2 separate regions of the Sus scrofa genome follow, and region 1 is linked to region 2. Evidence: chromatin contacts called from public HiChIP or PLAC-seq data. All regions are on one chromosome and are shown on one strand. The core of a region is the stretch at or near the end of the contact, and the rest is flanking DNA. Distances in the headings are between cores, read along the strand shown.

The links. HiChIP or PLAC-seq counts read pairs in DNA pulled down with a chosen protein or histone mark.
Region 1: an H3K27ac HiChIP or PLAC-seq map of alveolar macrophages shows a contact between it and region 2. The contact joins two enhancer-like sites. A contact is called at or near these places in 2 of 2 datasets of contacts at active chromatin or transcription factors (alveolar macrophages and skeletal muscle).

Annotation. Positions count from the first base shown.
Region 1 is chr4:14,541,916-14,548,889 of Sscrofa11.1, forward strand. It overlaps NSMCE2 (E3 SUMO-protein ligase NSE2), which reads right to left. Exons shown (of 7, transcript XM_021088938.1): 3 at 5,721-5,827. Among named protein-coding and RNA genes, the nearest start is that of WASHC5, 53 kb to the right of the region's middle. Within about 2 kb of position 2,541, at least 5 of the 83 cell types and tissues checked have an H3K27ac peak or open chromatin away from gene starts, as enhancers often do. A contact at or near this core is called in alveolar macrophages, where this site is marked.
Region 2 is chr4:14,207,387-14,214,703 of Sscrofa11.1, forward strand. No RefSeq gene overlaps it. Among named protein-coding and RNA genes, the nearest start is that of TRIB1, 87 kb to the right of the region's middle. Within about 2 kb of position 4,080, at least 7 of the 83 cell types and tissues checked have an H3K27ac peak or open chromatin away from gene starts, as enhancers often do. A contact at or near this core is called in alveolar macrophages, where this site is marked.

The sequences.
Region 1 (6,974 bases), core at 1,291-3,790, 330 kb after region 2:
AAGAACGAATACCTATGTCAGCTTTTTTTCCCTGGCTAATTTCCACATCTGGGCAGTATTCCTATAGATGAGAAGGCTTATATATGGAGCATTTGTTAACTCTGACAAGAAAGGTATTAAGCGACCACACCTCAGGCTGGAGGGCCAAGTGCTGGAAGCAGGGAGTGGAAAAGAGGGGATTCTGCAGTTTTTTCCCACCTGTTTCCAAGAGATTTTTCACTAATTCCACTGTCACCTCTCACCTTCTTGCTAGTCCACTGACAATACTAATTTCTCTCATGCTCAGGAATCTTCTATCCTCCAGTGTAATGATCCCAAACGAATTTCCCCTCCTTCCTCTTTTGCCGATGACGCATAATGTGCGATGTACTCTTACATTTGGTCAGCAGATGATCATAGCCAATAAATCACAGCCTCTGCCCTGGAACTTTCTGCAGCTACTAGAGATTATTAGCTTTCTAAGTGAGACGTACTCCCCAACCCCGGCCTAACTAAGACAGTAACTCCCAACTTAACCCCATGAGATTTAAAGTAATAGATAGTGAGCTAACTTTAAAATAAGATTTACTAAAGGCAAAGCTTACCAGCTGATGAAGGGTGAAGGGTGAGGAAGCACAGGGAAGTGAGAGCCAAAAACATTCTAAACTAGGTGCATAACGTCAAGGCCCAGGTAAGCTATACCTTTGACCCACTTCATTCTTTTATTCTATCTAAGACTGTGTGAGTTTCAAACAAGTTACATGAGACATATTTCCACTCTTCTAACTCTCAACATACTAGTTTTAAAAGGCAGATTAAATGTTCAGGTTAGCTTATCAGGTGAGAACCACAGTTCCCAGGGTGTATCTGTGAAGAGATTTATAAGAAACGATACAAGTGAACTTATCTAGCAACTAATTGCTCCTATTAGGTTAATAAGGAAAATATCCTCCCTCCCTAGGCTTTTTGTAGGAGTTGTTATAAAACACTGACTTCAAAAACCACAAACAACTATGTGGCAGCAATCTGATTTAAATGCTTTCAAATCTTAGATAATCTGTAAGATGCTTGCAGCACAAAAGAAAATAGTAGAAGTGGAGAAAATACAAATGCTCTGGATTTTCCAATAAGGTAACATGGTGAAGCAGCACATACTAAAAGAACAATATACAGGTAAAATCTGACAATTCTTCTAAGATTTAAAGTTTGCTATAGTGAAACTGGACAATTAAGTATAATGAGAAATAAATGCCAAAGTATAATGTGAATCTTAAGCTTTACTTTTGCTAAACTCTAAGACAAGACTGCTCATTGAGAAGCAAAGAAAGTGTATATCTTACCACTGACCGTTAATAATAACATCTGTAACTAATCTGATCTGTTAGGCTATCTGTCATTTGGCTTTGGGGAGCTCACGCTTTTTCACTATGAGAATTAAGGTTATATAAAAGTTGCGAGGACCACCCCCACAACAGTGGTTGGACTCTTTTATCATCTCTTATTTGAAAAAAACATGTATTTGAGAATAGATTTGAGGATTCACTGAACTAAGCTGGTGCCCACCTTCTGGAACCTGAAGACCACAAGACAGGACTTCAGGTTTAGTTCAAAACCATTACATAAACCCAGAACCAGAAATACGCAGTGCACAGTATTACCACTGTTTGTTCAATACATGATAAAGAGTCTGACTTCAAGAGGGATATCGCCTTTGTCAGTGAAATGGCTTGAGAGGCAGAATACCAGTAATGAAATGACTCTTAAATCAACTATCACCATAACCTGCTTTACTAATAAGCACAGCTCCTGGCAAGCCGTAGGCGCTCCCATCTGTGAATGAATGAATCCTTGACCAACCTTAGGTAGGCTACTCAACTACTCTCCATACTTTACGCTTTCTGTACATAAAAGGAGACCTTCTCTGGCTGAATTTTCTCAAATTCAGACTTAGTTGTGGTCAAGGCACTCTGAAACTCTGACATCAAGAAAATTTTTTAAAAGATGCTTTCAACATGTAAGAGTGACTCAAGACAGAGAAGTTACATATCACGATCCCCATATGGAGGCTCATTTGACTTTCATCTTAGATTAAATATCACCTCATGAGGAAGGAGTCCCCCAGCCACCAATCATCCCCCCACAGATATTATGCCCCCTGAGTTATTCCCTGTCCTTGAATACTTCACTCTGCCTTTGTGGTACACAGCACGACAATCACTAAGTAACATCTGTATTGCCCTTACTTAAATGTTGGACTCCCTCTCCAGACTTCAGACATTCTGAAGGGGGGGGGTCATGTGGGCTTTGCTGCTGACCTCCTATTTCTTGCACCTAGAAGTACCTGGTGCATAGGTGTTTAGAAAATATTTATTCAGTGAGTGTTTGAGAACAAAAAAGCCAGCCAGCAGTGCTCCTTCAAAATACTCAAATAATAAAAGCTTAGAAATCACGGAAGGGAACATTAGGTCATCAAAAGCGCAGGTTCGGGACATCGCGCTGTTCTCCACAGGGAACTGAGAAAAGTTTTCCCCAGCACTAACAGCGATAAAAGAAGTAAGTGCATCATAGCCTATCTGTGTGCCATTTCACAGCTTTCAAAACACTTTCATCACATGTGTGGTCTCATGACTGAAAAGTCTCCAAAGAGTTCATACAGAATTCTTTGCAGTTCAACACTACAAACAAGAATTGTGCCAGGTATATAACCCATTTATCCTGAAAGTTTTTATAAATGACTTACAGGCTGTCTGGGAATTTTTTTTTTTTTTTTTTTTTTAAGTGCTCACTGCATAGTATTTCCTCTACAAAATAGCTGGGACAAAGTCCTATTAAAAAAAAGTTTTGGAGCACTAAAACAAACACTGATCCCAAATAAAATCTTCAGGTATTGTAAAATACAGTAGCTTTATTTTCTCAAAGGACAAAGAATGGCAATCCGAGAGCTTCCACTGAATGCCAAAGGGACTTTGCAGGGATGGTTGGTAAACTGAGCCACACCTCTAGGGTTCCAAAGTGAATTTCTAAAACCTTCTCAGAGGTGTGTAACCTTCAGGATTCTGTGAAGGTGAGAGCGGGAGAGAGACCTTTATTTAAATAATAAACTTCAATGCTTTTTGATGATGAAAAAATTTTTTTTCCAACTTTCTATGACTATATGAAAATTCATCAACAAAAAGACCTCAAGGTGGATGAAAATCTTGGCAAATGATACAGTAACGGAAGTACTGTAGCTCTAAAAACGTCTGGCAGGGCAGAAGTTAAAAGGGACTCATATAGGTTCCTATCATCTGTATTCGGTCTTAATAATCAGACTTAAAACAGTCGCTTTGTCTTAGAGATCATAAATACCATATACTGTAACTTTACTAGCTTATAGCTAATCCTCTATGATACTTGAATTCCAGAGGAGGACAGTTCAAAGCCAATAAAAGTTTTATTTCAAAGCCCTAAAATAAAGCGAGCAAAGTACTTGTTTTTAAGAAAGATCCTGTTCCACCTTCCTAAGGAGTTTTGTTTAGAAGTCTGGGTTTGCAATAACATATTATCTTTATCTCCACCAAATTTTATGAACATCAAAGTGTTTGATACATACTATCTAATCTGAGTGACATAATAATCTTGTGAAACAGGCAGGCCAAGAATTTTATAGGTGAGGAAAGTGAGGTTCTAAGAGGTTAAGTTTCTTGACCCAGGATCATAACTTAGAAAATGGAAGCACAGGGGTTGGAAGAGTTTCTGATCTCTAGGCCATTGCTATTTTTAAAGAGTTGTACAGGAGTTCCTGTCGTGCTGCAGTGGAAACGAATCTGACTGGGATCGATGAGGATGCAGCTTCCATCTCTGGCCTCACTCAGTGGGTTAAGGACCCGACGTTGCCATGAGCTGTGGTGTAGTTCGTAGACGTGGCTCGGATCCAGCGTTGCTGTGAGCTGTGATGTAGGTCGGCAGCCACAGCTCCAATTTGACCCCTAGCCTGGGAACCTCCATAAGCTGCAGGGGTGGCCCTAAAAAGACAGAAAACAAAAAACAAAAAACTTTCCTGTTTAGTAGGCTTCGGCTAATGGGATGAGGCCTCAGGATGAAAGAAATGCTGTTAGCTATTCAATGTGGATGAGGGTTGCTTTTACTTTTTCCTTCTTTTCTTTTTTATGAGTCACTCAGTTTTCTGAAGAAGGAAAAATTCATTTTTTTTATGTACAAATACCTTAAGTATCTGTGAATCCTAGAGTTTAATAGAAAAAAAAAAATCCACATTGAGTTAACTTCCAAAATCTGTTTTCTTATCTATAATATACACTTGCTGTTACATTTGCAAAACCTCAAGGTTAAAGATACAAAGGCCTATCAAATAACCTCCACAGAATATAAGGGTCAAAGCAGGATTGATCTAGATAATAAGCCAACTCTGATCTTAGGGAAAAAACACACTTTATTCTATAAAGTCAGCCTTGTTCTTTTAAGTCAGTGGATTTCAACCCTGGATACACATTAGGATGAGTTTTGAAAAAACACTAGTGCTCCAATCCTGCTCCAAACCATTGAAATCAGAATCTCTTCAGTGTAGAGACTGTCCTAGGAGTCAGCTGAAGTTAAAAACCTTTGGTCTACGTGTTTTGCTATCCAGTTTCAAAGACTCCAACACGATGTCATTTTCATATTTTCCTACGGAAGAAATATTCACAGTACCAAGACTAACAGTCACAATGGCTAGAAATACCAGAATTTTATAAGTTGAATGAGTTTATTACTTGGATAGAAACAGACATTCTTAAGTTAGCCACAAATGCTACACTTAATAAATATTAACCATTAAAAAAAAAAAAAAGAATTTTAAAGAGAAAAAAAAAAAAAAAACAGGAAAAAAATGCATATAACCATGAACATATAACCATGCAATACTCATTTAAGTATGGCTTAGGTATTAAACCATATTAAAAAACTTATCATCCCCTGAGTAGTAGCCAAGCTTGTAAAATATTTGATTTTTGGAATTTTCCTATAGATATAAGTAAGAAAAGGCAAATAAAGAAACCAGAAGTACAAGACTTCTAATTACACAGGTACATGAAATCAGTTCAAAGGGGAGTTTCCACTGCTCAGAGGACAAAGCACTTCTCAGAAACATTACTGCAATCATATTGCTCATTTCTTACTCAACCCGGTACTGCTGAAAAGGATGTTGCTATGTTCCCACCTTAACTGCCTATGTGTTGTTCCTGTGACAGCCGGAGCCAACAAAGATAACTTTGGCTTCTGGAAAGACCAAAATGCCAAGCTTCTTTATTTTTAAACATGCTCTAAAACTCTTCCCTATTATCTGGTTCTATGAATTTTGCAATAGCTGTATATTAGTTAAAGCTGGAGAATGAGTAACTAAACCTGGTCTAAATTGTATGCTTAAGCAAATACAACAATAAAAACAAGTTCTACGCAATTGCTGGGCATTTTATTTTAAAAACCACTCACATGTGAAGGAAGCTTAGACTAAAAAATGTGAACCAAAAAAAAAAAAAAAAAAAAAGCAAGGAAATCTAAAATAGATGTAATACCTTAATTAAACCCAGGTGGCCAATCTGGGAAAATATTTAAGATTCCTATCCTAGGAACTTCCTGATTAAGAAGATATTAATAGCTACTATGGTAAGGATAAGAAAATATTAAAGGTTAGAGAAGAATTTTGGTTTTGTGTTTCTATTTCTAAGTCAGCTGTAACCAAATATAACCGAGTGAGATAAACTTACATGGTTTATTGTAGATTGAACAGCCTTTAAATAATGGTTTAGTTCCCGATCCATGATTGCAAATTCAACCATCGCCTTATCCATACTGTACTCACTACTCACTTCAGCTGGAAAAAAAAAAAAATATTATTTCTCATTTAAAATGCCGCATCTGGAAACAGCTGTACAATGTAAGTTATCAGTCAATGGTCTCTCTAAATGATTAAATGATTTTGTAAAGGTATTACATATTTTCAACATATGCCTGCCTCATTCAAAGTTTGAAGAACACACCCAGTAGAAAAAAGCTCAAAGGCAGGAAGGGAGAGGAAACTCTGGAGTTCCAGGCTGTGCCACTTACCTGGTTAACTTTAACCAACACTACGCTTTTCTCAGCCTCAGTTCCCCTCATCCATTAAAGCTGCCCAGTTATATCTCTGCACATGAAACTCATAAGGTTGTCAAAGATCAAATAAGGAAAAGGAGTTCCCTTCGTGGCTCAGTGGTTAACGAACCTGACTAGAATCCATGAGGATGCGGGTTCGATCCCTGGCCTTGCTCAGTGGGTTAAGGATCCGGCGTTGCCATGAGCTATGGTGTAGGTCGCAGATGCGGCTCAAATCCCGAGTTGCTATGGCTGTGGTATAGGCCGGCGGCTGCAGCTCCAATTCGACCCTTAGCCTGGGAACCTCCATGTGTCGCAAGTGCAGCCCTAAAATAGCAAAAAAAAAAAAAAAAAAAAATCAAATAAGGAAGACAGCCACTTCTAGTAATGGTAAGTTGGATTGGACCAAGCCTCCTAATGAAGAAAACTAAAATGGATAAAACAGGAAGAAAAAAAAAAAAACTCCCTATAAACAAGATAGTAAACAAGATAGTAAGAACCAACTAGGGCAAAATCTAGGGAAAATCAAAAAAGAAAAAAGCAGAACGCAGGACACCAAAGTCGTATACCCTCCCCCAATAAGCTGGGTCCCCACTCCTCAGAATGAAGATGAACCACGAGTTATCGCATCCTGCTCATCCAGGCCGCTGCAAGGTTGGCCGTGGCCGCTGAGCAGAACAGGGAGAAGGAGGAGAGAAAACAAACCTGTTTCAAAAAAGCTGTGGCAACGAGCCAGCCTTTGCAACAAGCCAGCCTTCCTGGACTGGCAGCCTGGGTTCCCGCTCAGATGAGTGGTCCCAGGAACCTAAGCTCTGACCTTGGTGGGAGGTGGTCTCACAGTCAAAGTACCCACATGTACTCCCTCTGGAGAAGACGCTTTGGTCTGAGGC
Region 2 (7,317 bases), core at 2,830-5,329:
TCCTGGCCTCGCTCAGTGGGTTAAGGATCTGGCATTGCCATGAGCTATGGTATAGTGCAGAGACGTGGCTCTAATCCAACATTGCTGTGGCTATGGCGTAGGCTGGTAGCTGCAGGTCCAATGCGACCTCTAGCCTGGGAACTTCCAAATGTGGTGGGTGAAACCCTAAAGAGACCAAAAAAAAAAAAAAAAAAAAAATCCCTGACTGAAGTTTCTGCTGTGGTCAGTGGGTTAAGAATCCAACTGCAGTGGTCTAGGTTGCTGCAGAGGTGAGGGTTTAATCCCTGGCCTGGCACAGTGGTTAAAGGATTTAGCATTGCCGCAGGTCTCAGCTCTGGCTTGGATTCAGTCCCTGGCCTGGGAACTTCCATGTGCCATGAGTGTAGCCATTAAAAAAAGAAGAAGAACCACTGACTGACTCAAACCTTCTTCCATAGTGTAGATAACCTCTTTGCACAATCTTCCAGTGAAATCATTGAACCAAAGAGAATGGAGACAGGTAAGGCCTTGGATGTATAGTACCAAACTCTTCTTCAAAAGAAGTGCAGAGTTCACGCTGGTCAGAGTCTTACAGAATAATAGCAGAGAGCCTAGAACAATTTCTAATGTTTTTGCCAAAACTCCTCCACCTGCCCTTCACAAAGATAAACCAGTTCTGACCCAGCTCACCTTGAGCTCCTCCTTGACCACCTGGCTCTAGCCACCTCACCTGGACCACAGCAAGAGCCTCCAGCCTGAACTTCCTTGCACCTACTTCTGACTCCCTCAAATGCCACTGTCCTTAGCAGCCCGATTGCTCTTTGTAAAGAACAAAATCTGGACATACGCCTCCTGTTTAAAATTTTTCAGTGGCGGAGTTCCCGTCATAGCTCAGTGGAAACGAATCTGGCTAGTATCCATGAGGACGCAGGTTCAAAACCTGGCCTCACCCAGTGGGTTAAGGATCTGACATGGCCATGAGCTGTGGTGTAGGTCAAGGCGTGGATCTGGTATCGTTGTGGTTGTAGTGAAGGCAGGCGGCTACAGCTCAGATTCAACCCTTAGCCTGGGAACTTCCATATGCCGCGGGTGCAGGCCTAAAAAGAAAAAAAAAAAAATTCTTCAGTGGTTATTTTTCTCCCAACCCTCTCTTTTCACTGGGCCAAACGTGGATTAAGCATCTTCCTGACATCTTCATTGACTCTTCCAGTCCATTCTCTCATCTTTCTCCTGAACCTACTCCCCAGTACATACCCAGTTCTAAATCATTCCTGGGTCTGTCTCACTCCAAAACCTGACAGCTGATAACCAACGTGAGTAAACATTCTATGCTCCCATAAATTAAAACATGTTAATAACTCTTCAGGTCTATTTTTACTGGACTACCAGGGGGCAGAGAACTGCCAGAATTCAGATGCCACAGATAGTTCTCTAGACGTACAGGTGCCAGGCATTGGTCGGGCTAGTCACTTTCACATACTGTGGCATTTAACCCTCACCATAACCCTACAAGGCTGATTAAGACCCAGATGCTCACAGGAGAGAAATCTAGAGAAGAAATGGCCACAATGGGAATGAATAGCAGAGAGGCTTTTGATTCAAATCCAAACTCCTAGTCCTGTGTGTTCCACCTTGAAGGTCTGACCATGAGCCCTGGACATTGGAGACAGAATAAAAAGCAGCTGCAGTATCTCCCTTTGACCTTACGGCACTAATGCCAGGCAATTCCTCCAGGGATCTGCTCTGAAGTCCTTCTGCTGCAGCCCAGCTCCTTTTCTTACCTCTGCCCCATCCTCAGACCGGTGCAAAACAATTACTGATGAGATCAACACCAAGCTCCTCCCCTTCTTGTGGCTTCTGTCTGCAGTTGCCACACAGGCCCGAGATAAGGCTCATGGAACACCATGAGGTGTTCTATGACCCTGGGCATTGCCTCTGCCCTGAGTCACTCCTCAGCCCCTGCCCAGAATCAGGGAAGACCAAGCACTTGCTGGGCAGTCTTCTCGGACAAGAAGGGAGAAAAGACAAAAAGCTGAAGGCGGGCAGCTTCTCCCCATCCATCCCTTCCTAGGTGACCCTTTGTGAAGCTTGTTGCCTCCCCTGAGAGCCTCCCAGGATTAGGAAGAGGACCGGGCAGGCTGTAGTTCACGCCCTTGCCCTCCACAGCTCCTGGAGGCTCCCTCTAGACAGACGCCTCAGAGGACTCTCCTTTACTGGCTTTCTGAAGAGGACAAGGACAGCAGCTGCCTCCCTATGGAGCTCATAGCTGTGGGGTCCCCAACACACAGGACAGGCCTAATAAGTGGTTAATGAGTAAATGATTGAAAGGAATGAATGAAAGTGAGAGTAAGTGAATGCGTAAATGCATTAGAGCTCATTAAGTGGATCAGTGAAGGGAAGAGGAAAATCAAAGAATGAATCAGAGAGAATAAACGAATAAACGTTTAAGCGCTTGAAGGGATAAATGGGAGGAAAGAGTAAAAACATGATTAAATGAGTACATGATTGAGCATGTGAAAAAATGAATGCATAAATGTGCGAGTCAATTGAATGAATATCTGAATGATAAGGGGATGGATGGATGGAGATGATGGATGGACGGCTGGATAGATGGATGAATCAGTTAGTGAATGATGAATAAATCCACCACTTCTTAGCGAGGGACTAAGGAGCTAAACCATGGCCTCTGTGAGACCCATAACCAGGCCTGCTGTAGTCCCTGCACTATCCCCAACCATTTACCATGTTTTATATATAGTAAGAATTCTTATAAGTATATGCAAAATGAATAAGCCAATGGATAATTAGATAGCCTCGTCCCTGAAGTGCATGGTACTAAAATCTGCACGTGATGGAGTCCTTCAAATAACAAGGTTCTTCATGTGAAAAGAATTTGACTCTTGAGTTAGATGAGCCTGGCCTTGAGCTCAGCTCTGCCATTTCCTAAGCTGTGTGGTCCATCAAAAGGCACTTAGAAGAGTTGCCGCCATGGTGCAGCAGAAGCAAATCCGACCAGGAACCATGAGGTTGCAGGTTCAATCCCTGGCCTCGCTCAGTAGGTAAAGGATCTGGCGTTGCGGTGAGCTGTGGTGTAGGTCGCAGATGTGGCTCAGATCCGATGTTGCTGTGGCTGTGGTGTAGGCCGGCAGCTACAGTTCCGATTGGACCCCTAGCCTGGGAACCAACACATGCTGGGGATTCAGCCCTAAAAAAGCAAAACAAACAAACAAAAAAGGCACTTAGAACTTCAGTTTCCTCTTCTACAACAAGGAGACAAACACCTACAGGGCTGAACTGGAGATTAGAGAAGAATATGTGTAGAAGCACCCAGAAGACCTGGCATAGAGAAGACACTTGGTAAATGAAAATTTCCTTTCTCTGTCTCCCGAGAGCATCTTCTTCCCTTGGATGGGTAGCATCCAAACCCGCCAACTCCCCTGCCCTTTGAGGCCCTGCCCTCCGTGAGCTCAGCCCTTTTTAAGAGATAGATACAAGTGGAAGGAGGCTAGAAAGTGGAATGATGAGAGAGTTAGGCTAAACTATGTGAAATTGCAACAATTAGTCTGCTTAGGACCTAAAAAGGCCAGCAACTTACCATGTTTCAACTGCAGAACTGCAAATATATGGGAACATGAAGAAAGGAGCCAAGGATTCCTCCCAGGGAAAGTCAAAGACCCCTGGAAAAAACTGGTGAGATTCAGATGCGTTGCTCTGTTAGTTGAGAACGTGGTCAGCCGCTTGGCCCACCCAGAGGCCCTAAGAACAGGGAAATAGCACTAACAGAACTGCCGTGGGATCCAGCTCTACGCATGGGACAAATGATCTTGGGCACACTTCTTCAATAAATTCAATTTCCTTACATGTGAAAGTGACACCAGGAATATGAGCTCTGCCTGGCCAGTGTAAGAATCCTTATGGATTTCTCATGCGAAAGCACCTGGCATCTGGTCGACCTGCCCAGGAAAGTACCATTGCTCTTCCCTTCCCCGAGGGGTCACCCCAACACTTCCCCCGCTCCCAGCCCGAAGCCCCGCTCGTGTTTGTTGACACCACATCCGGGCCTGCATGATGTTGTCACCCTACATTACACCACCACACCTCACCAGTGACATAACCCCCTCTGTCTCCCTCCCCACCCACCCCTGGCTGGCGTAACCCAGGCTCTGCTGACACATCCTCACTGAAATTCAAAACCAGATGCCTGTGTTCGCGTGTGTATTTGCTGGCTAGTTGGTGTGCGTGTGTGTATTTGCTGGCTTGTTGGTGTGCATGTGTGTGTTTGCTGGCTTGTTGGTGTGCGTGTGTGTATTTGCTGGCTCGTTGCAGGCAAAGCCAGGGCCAGTCCCTTTTTCTCATTGCTCTCTCTCTCCTGGCCTCAGAGACCTGAGATGCTGGGAGGGGGCATCCAGGGCAGCAGAGCCAGGCCCAGCCCATCCGGCACGTCCCGCCGGTTCCTGAGGCTGGGTAGCAAGCCCTGTGAGTGCAGTACCCTGATGGCGTGAGGAAATGGGCCTGTCTGTTGAAACCCATGTCTCAGTGATGAGAGCCAAAGGGGCCTGGTCAAGGAGAGAGAGAGAATGCCAGGCAGGGTGCCCAGGTACGTCTCCACTCCCTCACCTACTCAAAACTAGTCTTTTCCTTTTTCGCTTTTTATCACTGCCTCTGCGGGATATGGAGGTTCCCAGGCGAGGGGTCGAATTAGAGCTACAGCTGCCAGCCTACACCTCAACCACAGGAACACCAGATCTAAGCAGTGTCTGCAAACTACACCGCAGCTCACGGCAATGCCAGATCCTTAACCCACTGAGCGAGGCCAGGGATCGAACCCATAACCTCATGGTTCCTAGTCAGATTCGTTTCCGCTGTGCCACACCAGGAACTCCTCAAAACTATTCTTTGAGTGCTTACTGTGCATGAGGGTCATTACTTAGAGTCACTGTCATGAGTTGGGCCAGATCAGAGGTTCCAGCCTCACAGAGCTGTACATTCAAGTGACGATAGTCAAGTAAACCCACAACAAAACAAGGCAAGAGAGCTTCAGGTCATGAAAAGCACTTTGCAGAAAACAGATGGGCTGGTGCAATCGATCAATCATAACTGAGGCAGGGGAGGGTGCTGAGAAAGGGGGGTGATTAGGGAAGACTTCTCCAAGGAGGTGACAATGAGCAGACACCCGGAAGATGAGAAGGAGTCAGTCATGCAGCAAGGAGCTGGGGAACCGGTGTGGAATGATCTGGGAGAGGGTGTCAGAAATGCAAAGGCCGTCAAATGGGGGGAAGGCTGGCCTGCTCAAAGACGGGGAAGGGACAGAGCAGCCAGAGTGTGTACGGTGAGGAGGAGGGCAGGTCTGAGAAGCATCCAGACGCCAGATCACAATGGGGCCAGGCCAGGGCTTGGGACTGTATTTGAAGGGAGATTTTAAACACCCTGGACGACTCTCCCCAAATGTCTGGAGGACAAGGGTGACCAACGTGACTCCCACTCATAGGCGCTTAAATAGAATGCAGGGAACCTCAGAATCCATCAAGATCAGTGCCCTTCCACCCTGTTGATGGGGGAACAGCCCTGAGATGGGAAGAGGTGTGGTGACGGCAGAGCAGAACCTTGAACAGGGGACACTGGACATGAAAGTGGACCTCACATGTTTAGCAGTCACCATGTGTGATGTCCCCTTACTCATCAGCCCCATTCTTTTGCAGACAAGAAAAGGAACTCCTGGAGTTCCCATCGTGGCACAGTGGTTAACGAATCCAACTAGGAACCATGAGGTTGCGGGTTCGATCCCTGGCCTTGCTCAGTGGGTTAAGGATCCGGCGTTGTTGTGAGCTGTGGTGTAGATCCCGCGTTGCTGTGGCTGTGGTGTAGGCCGGCGGCTACAGCTCGGATTCAACCCCTAGCCTGGGAACCTCCATATGCCGCGAGAGCGGCCCAAGAAATGGCAAAAAGACAAAAAAAAGAAAAAAGAAAAGGAACTCCTTCGGTCAACCAGGTTCTCCTGATGCCAGAGCCCACTGCCTTTCCACTAGGCTGTCTAAGATTAATGTCAAAGTTCGCAGAGGCTCATGCGGCTCAGGACCCTGGTCCTTCCTGAAAACTCCTGGAACTTTCTTTGAGAAAAACCTTAGGGCGCAAACAGGTGGATCAGTCCATTGAGAAACACATGAACAAGGAAAAGTTGACCAAGGAAATTATAAATAGATATCACTCTACATCCATGTCCCATAGTCAAATGTGCCTCTCTACATGTCCTCGGAAACATGACCCAGGACCAGAGGAGTTTTCGTCACATGTTTAGCAGTCACCCGCTAGATCATGTTCCCCATAGTACCTTAGAACTCAAACTTCTACCACATGCAAAGAACTGGGAGGGTGTGTTAAAACACAGGCTGCTGTAGCTTATACCTAGAGTTTTGGAGTCAGCAGGTCTGGGGGAGGCCAGAGATGTTGGATTTCTAACAAGTTCCTAGGTGATGCTGATGCTCTTGGTTTGGGAACCACACTTTGGGACCAACAGCTCGACTGGCCAGACAAGATGATCTCTGCCCAGATCACCCTCTAAGACTGAGCCCCTCATTCACCCAGAAATTGTCCCTCCATAAGAATTGTTCTTTTTTTTTCTGGCCATTCCAGTGGCATGCAGAAGTTCTCCAGCCAGGGATCCAACCCAAGCTCCCCCAGTGACAATGCCAGATCCTTAACCGGGTGTGTCACCAGGGAACTCCGACCCAGGAATTTTTCTTAACTGAAAGACACTGCTTCATCTGGAGTTATCTCCCCTTCCTGTGAGCTGCCCACTAGTGGTCAACAGAGAAGATCTAAAGCCTCCACTTAGGGCAACCCCGCAGGACCAGCTCAGCCTCTGAGCTCCCTGTGTGATTGGCTGAGGCCGCCATTGCAACTACATCAGAATTCAACTTCTCCCTCTGCTAGTCCTATATTCTTCTTGCCTCGCAGGTGTTGTTCCCCAAAGCATTCCCCATTAAACACCCTGAATTCAAATATCTGTCCCAGAATCTATTTCCCAGAGTGTCTGGCTTTAGAGTTGGTGCCAGAAGTGGGTGGTCTAAGAAAGCAGATTAAAAGAGGATTTTGAAGCTGATTCACCCATCTGCCAGCTGGCTGACAACAAGGACTCCAACACAGGGGATGGGTTGGGGGGTAAGTAGAGTAGGCACAGTCCTTGGAGCAGCAAAGTCACTGGCAGCTAGGGCCTGACCCACAGATAGCGTGGAGGTGGTTAATAGAACTCAACATCCCTGACGACAAGTTAGATGAGCAATTGTTCAATCTAGGCAGTCAGAAAAAATCAGGATCTCTTGCCAAATTTCCCATTTTCAG